Regions from separate parts of the Bombyx mori genome. Here region 1 is linked to region 2. A link is a contact called in public Hi-C data. All regions are on one chromosome and are shown on one strand. Each heading gives the region's core, a stretch centred on a gene start, on an enhancer-like site or on the middle of the called end of the contact. The rest is flanking DNA. Distances are from core to core; before and after follow the strand shown. Region 1 has its middle 7.6 kb from the start of LOC134198712. Region 2 has its middle 17 kb from the start of LOC110385178.

The links. A called contact is a pair of places that touch in the nucleus more often than the background predicts.
Region 1: a contact with region 2 is called in a Hi-C map of posterior silk gland, with 3 times the contacts expected there. The contact joins two enhancer-like sites. A contact is called at or near these places in 2 of 7 Hi-C or Micro-C datasets (middle silk gland and posterior silk gland).

Annotation. Positions count from the first base shown.
Region 1 is chr26:11,209,713-11,213,343 of ASM3026992v2, forward strand. No RefSeq gene overlaps it. Among protein-coding and RNA genes, the nearest start is that of LOC134198712, 7.6 kb to the right of the region's middle. Within about 2 kb of position 2,194, at least 7 of the 8 cell types and tissues checked have open chromatin away from gene starts, as enhancers often do.
Region 2 is chr26:10,979,934-10,983,922 of ASM3026992v2, forward strand. No RefSeq gene overlaps it. Among protein-coding and RNA genes, the nearest start is that of LOC110385178, 17 kb to the left of the region's middle. Within about 2 kb of position 2,173, at least 8 of the 8 cell types and tissues checked have open chromatin away from gene starts, as enhancers often do.

The sequences.
Region 1 (3,631 bases), core at 944-3,443, 230 kb after region 2:
TAATAATTGTTGAAATATTAATAAAAATGGCTAATAAATTTCGTTAGTCTCGCTAAAACTCGAGAGCGGCTGGACCGATTTGGCTAATTTTGGACTTGAATTATTTGTGGAAGTCCAGAGAAGGTTTAAAAGGTAGATAATAAGAAAATGCTCGGAATTAAATAAAAATAACAATTTTGTTTTTCCTTTGATGCCCCCCCCCCCCATCGGACGGATTCCTTTTGTTTGTTTTAAGTTTATTTTATACAAAAGTTTAGGTTTTTTAACTATCGATTGAGGCACTACGAAGTCTGCCGGGTCAGCTAGTTATACAATAAAAAAAAATTTTTTTTTTATTATGATCATATTCTTATTGATGTTGTTATTAATAAACGACAAATCCTAGACAATGATGTACATATCTGTCTCTCCCGATAGAATTCATCTGTGAATTCAAAAGATTAAGAGTTTTAATATCCTACGCATAGTCAATTTTACAGCTGTGACAAACACTACAATTAAAACATGACATACCATGTAACACCAAAAACAATATCAGAACAGCAATAAATGATAATGTTGTATGTGCTATGCAGTTCCTAACAATAATTAAAAAACTAATTGTAAATAGAAAAGACTAAGCGGAGAGCTCATCTCGCATCTACGCCAAATCTAAACACATCTTACTTTCAATCTGTCATGCAAAACTCGAACTAATTGCAATGGGAGTACCGCATTAACGGATTCAGGTAACGCAGCATAAGGCACCTGACACGCATTCCGATATACCATCAAAACTAGTTCAATGGAAAATGAATTCAAATTAGCTTTTACTTTCCACTACAGAGAAAAATTCAAATAGGTACATACGTACTTTGTTTTTTTTTTTTATTACTTAGATGAGTGGACGAGCTCACAGCCCACCTGATGTTCAGTGGTTACTGGAGCCCATAGATATCTACAGCGTAAATGCGCCACCCACCTTGAGATATAAGTTGTAAGGTCTCAGTATAGTTACAACGGCTACCCAACCCTTCAAACCGAAACGCATTACTGCTTCACGGCAGAAATAGGCAGGGTGGTGGTACCTACCCGTGCGGACTCACAAGAGGTCCTACCACCAGTAATTACGCAAATTATAATTTTGCGGGTTTGATTTTTATTACACGATGTTATTCCTTCACCGTGGAAGTCAATCGTGAACAATTGTTGAGTACGTATTTCCTTAGAAAAATTGGTACCCGCCTGAGATTCGAACATCGGTGCATCGCCTCAACACTTATGCACCAGACGTCTTATCCATTAGGCCACGACGACTACTATCCATTAGGCCACGACGACTACTTTACTTTACTACCGACCCATCTAGACTTAAGTGGAGCGATTATATTATGACTGATGCCACTTTGAGGCTTGAGGTTTGCTGTAGGGAACAACCTATAACTTAAGCCGGGAAGTATACTGCTTCACAACAAAAACAGGCGTTATGGTGGGACCCAATCATGCGCGCCACAAATCTAATTTCTGATTTCGTAATATGATTTAATTTTATTTATTCTAGAAATCGTTCGTGAATACATCATATTAAATATCGTAAGTGTTTAATTAGGGAAGAAATAGTACTACCTCGATGGTTCACGATACGATAGCATCGTCTTATCAATAAGGCAAGACACGTCTTCTTTTATTTTATTACGAGGGACCAGGTTCTGAAAGTGAACACGAAAGGTCCAATGACTGTCCAGAATGAGGCCGAGGTATTTCAACTGCACCCCGACCCGATACGGAAGCCTCCAACCACGATAAGGGCATCGATGCAATATTTTTGACAAAGTCATAGTACTCTATTTTATTCTATCATCAATAGTTTTCGTAGGGCACGCGACGTAAAGAATATTTTGGGTAATTTTTTTTACACCTTGGGTTAAATTATTGGAGTTTTAGTAAGGATACCAATTTTAAAAAAAAAAAAAAGATTATAGCCTATGTCACTCGGGAATAGTGAAGCTTCCAAACAGTGAAAGAATTTTTCAAATCGGTTTAGTAGTTTCGGAGCCTATTCAATACAAACAAACAAACAAATCTTTCCTCTTTATAATATTAGTATAGAAGACTTGTCTTGTTTCTTTTGCTGTGCAAATGGTCGACTACTGCCATCTGTCGACACTAAACGCTAAACTCGAAATGTAGGTGCTGGTAACGCCATCTGTCGTCACAGTTGATAATCTTTTGCAATGGTTCATTCTATAAAAAGAAAAAAAACGAGTACACGTTACGTACCGCTAGAGAGCGCTGATTTTTTTTCGTTTTTTCACAACTTACATACAAAGCGTACATTTATAAGAAAATAATGAAAAAAAATTTTGTAAAGTCATTCTCTTTCACTTGAACTAGTTATGTTTTTTTCTATATTATTGCGATCCAATGATACATTTTGAAACTCGAATGTAATTTAAAAATGATGTGGCATTTCTGATTTCACTTCGCAAAAAACACGTGCGTTATTTTGATGTAATATTTTCAGGTTCAATGAACACGAAAAGAACTACCATTTATAAAACTTTAATAGTTTTTTTTTTATGATTGAAAAATTACTGGTGGCTCGGAGGCCTTTTCAGCAGGACAGGTGGGCGAGCAAAGGCTCAGCCAGGAGGGACTTTAATAGTTACGACAGGGCTTAGTTATCGACGACCTTGAAAAGTCCACCTATATACAATTCCTTTCAAGCGCTACATTAAGTGATGCATCCTCCTCGGTATCTTCATTGCTGAAGGTCGTGTCTAGCTTAAAGCGCCGATCGCCTGATGCACCATGCCTCTCCAAGTGTTCCATAGGCTGTCTCAAGTCCGATTAATGTCTATATACTTCGATATGTCATGAAAATTGAATTCCTGTTACTCCCTGACTCTGGCTTAGCCAGTCACCATCAACGCCCTAGACGCGTCCTTACAGATCCATCTGATTCACCCACACTATTATTAAATACCTGCAGCTCTAACACTAGGAGCAGCCTTAGGGATCCTGTTTACCGTGCTCATCGAACTCGCCAAAGAGTTGGACGTGCAACTTAACCCTTGCATGAGCCCGCTGAGTTTCTCGCCGGATCTTCTCAGCGGATCGTGATTTCGATCCGGTGGTAGATGCATTCGCGAAGCAGCTGCCCTTGAGCTGATAAGGTCGCGTTCGGAGGCTCTCGGGCAGCTGTTAGCTAAGCCCACCCCTCCTGGCTGAGCCCTTGCTCGCCCATCTGTCCTGGTGAAACTAGTAAGGCCTCCGGACTACCAGTAATCCTTCCTTCACAAAAAAACATAATTGAAGGCGATATTTATGATGTTGATGTCTATGGCGGTAATCACTTAACAATGGAGGAGCCGTGAGCTCGTTTAACTGTCTAAGCAATAAAAAAGCAATTAAGCTAAGCTGCAACTTTAGAACGTGCAAGCTACGAGCTCTGCTGTGTTACAGGTAGTCTTTTTTATTTTTTATTGTTGCTAGGGCGACAAGCCCACAAGACGAGCTCACAGCCCACCTCGTGTTAAGCGGTTACCGGAGCCCATAGACATCTACAACTTAAATGCGCCACCCACCTTGAGATATAAGTTCTAAGGTCTCAATATAGTTACAACGGCTGCCCAGCCACTCAAACCCGAAA
Region 2 (3,989 bases), core at 923-3,422:
TCCCTACACCAGTTGCGGGGGCGTCAATGATGAGAATCTTCGTGGGGGTGAGAAATAATAATGTAAATTTTAAATACCCTGCGAAGCGGACGGGTTACAGCTAGTTGTTTATATTTTTATACAAGTATAAGCTGAAAGTTTTCGTTTACGTGCCAAAAATTGTTTACCCGGGAACACCGGTTTATATCGACCCAAAAACCGGAGATTGCAATCTCCACGGTCGGAGATGAAAACCACGTTTTCCCCACAAACAATGTTATACATGTTCATTTTAAAAACACTATCAGATAACGTGTCCTTAAAACAATGTATGGTGCGCGATATTGTTGTTCTATGAGCTATATACTATATGCTATTATATTATAGCTTAGTCTGAAAGCAGATTTAGTTCCAGAATCTATAATAATACTAGCTGGCCCGGCAAACGGTGTTTAGCCATTTAAATTATTTCTAAGAAAGATAACCTAGATACCGACTGCAGCGCCATCTGCCGGGCTGATTTGTAAATTTAAAACATCCAGTGCGCCACCCAAACGCATACAAAAAAAATCATTCGAAACCGTCCAGCCGTTTAGGAGGAGCTCAGCGACAAACACACGCACAGAAGAAATATATATATAAAGATTATGAGTACGAAAAGGCGATTTCGATGAAAACCGGTATAAAAATAGTTTATATCCTTGGAAATAAATACCAATTTTCAATTCACTATTAATTATTTAAATTCACTATTTAGTTGACTAAAAATAGTTAATGTTAACTCTTTAATTAGTGTTACGCATGTCAACAACTGTTTGAGACGTGGTATTCAAGAGAATTCATGACTAAGCTACCCATACTTTCTACTATAAATACGAGTGACTATTGTCGCACAAAACCGCCTTCATATTAAGACGCCTCTGTCCTACGATTTGCAAGCCAAGTAAATTGTCCCTTCGTAATAAAGTGACACTCCACAAAACTGGCACACGCCCGGTCATGACGTATGCAAGCGTAGGTTTCGCTCACGCGGCCCGCACCAACTTGAAACCTCTCGAGGTCATTCAATCCCGTTTTTACAGGATAGCCGTCGGAGTACCATAGTTCCTAAGAAACGATTTCCATGATGACCTGGAGCTTGGCTCAGTCAGTAAGTATCTACAGTCGGCATCATTGCGCCACTTTGAGAAAGCGGCACCATACGAAAACCCTCTTGTCGTGGCCACCGGTAACATTACACCGGTCACCGTCCTCGCCGAACCCTTCGCTTGCGACGAAGGGCTCGATGAGTAAATTAACCCACATACCACCCGCAGTCCACTGAGTTTCTCACCAGATCATCTCAGTGGGACGCGTTTCCGATCCGATGGTAGATTCTGCGAAACACTATTCTTGCTAGGGTTAGTGTTAGCAACGACGTCAGGTTTGAGCCCCGTGATCTCACTTACTAGTTCGGTGAATCTAGAATAACCCCTCGAGGTTACTAGTAAATAGGTAGGAATCTTTAAAAAAAAACGTGTGGCACTCGGGAACTGCCGCGGTAAAGCTATTGCATAGCATTTTTATCTACTTATGCAATTATAATTAGACAATGATAATTTAATATTAAAACAATAATGAAACAAGACGACGCTATATTAAACATTAATAAAAGCAGAACATTAACTGTCCCCTTCACACTCATAAGGTAGACCGCGCGAGAGAAGATGGGCAGACTTTTCATGATGCGCAACAGTGCGACCTCATGCCGCGCGCTTATTCACAAACACTACACAAGCGCAACGTGTGAATGTGTTGAACGCGAGCTACATGGTAGGCGGAGTGAGGGGTGTTAGGTTTTTTTCGTTACGGAATTTCATGATTCGGTCGCCGCGCTCAAGGCACGCGATAAAAGCTATGCAATAGCTTAAAAACCGGGCAGTCCAATCCAGACATATTCCACAGATTCCACACCGGAATTAACGCGGCATTTCAGTAGCAGCGATCAAGTAGGCCATTTTCTTCTTAACTTATAAAAAAAATATTGTAAGATGAGTTGACGAAGGCCTCCAATGTGAAATGTAGATCATAATTTACTGAAGCGCGCCATCTATTTTTGTAACTAGTAACTAAAATGGATCCGTCATCAATAATGGCTGTAGTCTGTACAACCACATTAAATTTTGTTTTATTATTGACCAGTGACATCTTGCGGACAACGTTATAACTTTTATGTCTTTAAACCGTTTATAGTGAAACGCCCAACCAGTTCTCAATCAAGTCAGTTCATAGTTATCGTGCTATTTAATAGATGGCGCTAAACAAATAAATTATATTCAACCAACTGCTCTTCTGAAAAATAGATTTAAACGCGTACATTTCGGTGGAAACTTAATAACAATAGTAATATTCATGCTAGTCTAAATAACTACGTGAATTTGAAACAATTTCCAGGTGTATGTATGGTAAGTGTGTACTGACTCATCAGTTTCTGCTGAGTTCTGGTGTGCCTATTTCTTCCATATAGCCTTCGAACTGTATGCTTAGTGCGAGTTTTTTAACGTTCTGGATAGCGTAAGCGTTAACTCAAATTTGTATGGAGTCGGAACGTTTGTCTACGTTTGCCGCTAGGGGCGCTGTTCCAACTGCATACAAGTTTGAGTTCACTTTTATGCTAACGAGAACGTTAAAAACTCGCACTAAGCACACTTATGTCTCAAGGTAAGTAGCGTTATTAAAGTTGTAATGTCCATAAGCTTCGGTAACCCCTTAGCACTTGATGGGCCGTCTAATATTCTTTTGAATCACGAAATAAATCAATTTTGTATTTTAACGAATAACTCAATAAAATTTTATAAAAAACCTTTTAATCTATATATGAGTTGACTAGTATCAAAGACGGCAATGTGACTTTTGGACAATTATTGGTAAATCAGAAAAACGAATTATTGACTTTGTATTCCATTGGCAGTCACAAAACTCTTCGGAACGACATCTTAGATAAATAACAGGTTAAGTATTAACCTTTATTTAATGCAGGTTTTGAACCGTATTCTTTGAAGGAGACGATTATATTCAAATCAATCTGTATTGACATATCAATAACATCTTTTTGTCCAAATGCACAGATTGCCACCTTTGATAATAGACGACTCATATATTAATAGGTGAAGCAAAAACTTTGTATCCCTTTTTACAAAAATTGCGCAGACGGTAATGCGAGTCGACCTCCCGCTCGGAAAATAATTAAATATGCACCATTAAAAAAAATAAGGTCTAGGTAAAATTTAAAGGTATCGATGTTACGAGAAGCAACTGCTTTCGATTTTAGATGTCATTAAAATTGGTTCATCTAGAAAATAGTTCTGAGGTAACAAAACACATAACAAAAAATACAATCGAAACCACAACCTCCTAATTTTTTTATGGTAAAAATATATAAATCAACATTGTTTCTCAGACTAGGTATAGCATTTAAATTACCGTGTAATATCACACGTGACTAAATGCAGGAGCTGCCAGTCATGTTCAACGCAAGCTGTTAAGCTGTCTTGCTTTTCTACTGGAAGCGGGTCAATGTGTTGTGTGCAGTCGCAAACAAATGTAAAACAATTTAAAAATACTTTCTCCTAAATACAATAATCCTGAAAAGAACCGCTTAGTGGAATATAATTGGAAAATAAACAAAGCAAAATGTGTTAGGCGGTGCCATTTCCATCGTGTTGCTGGATGAGGTGGGCAAGCTGCTGGAACGTATTCTGGCGGCTCACATCATCCAGCATCTGGTCGGGGTGGGACTCGATCTGTTGGCGGAGCAGTATGGCTTCCGAGAGGGCCACTCAACGGTAGACGCGATACTTCGCGTGCGGGCCCTCTCGGAAGAGGCCGTCTCCGGGGGCGGACTGGCTTTGGCGATGTCGCTCGATATCGCCAATGCGTTTAACACCCTGCCCTGGTCCGTGTTAGGGGGGGCGTTCGTTCGGTCACGGGTACCGGACACGGTGGGATCGTGCACCGATTCCCAGTCGAGT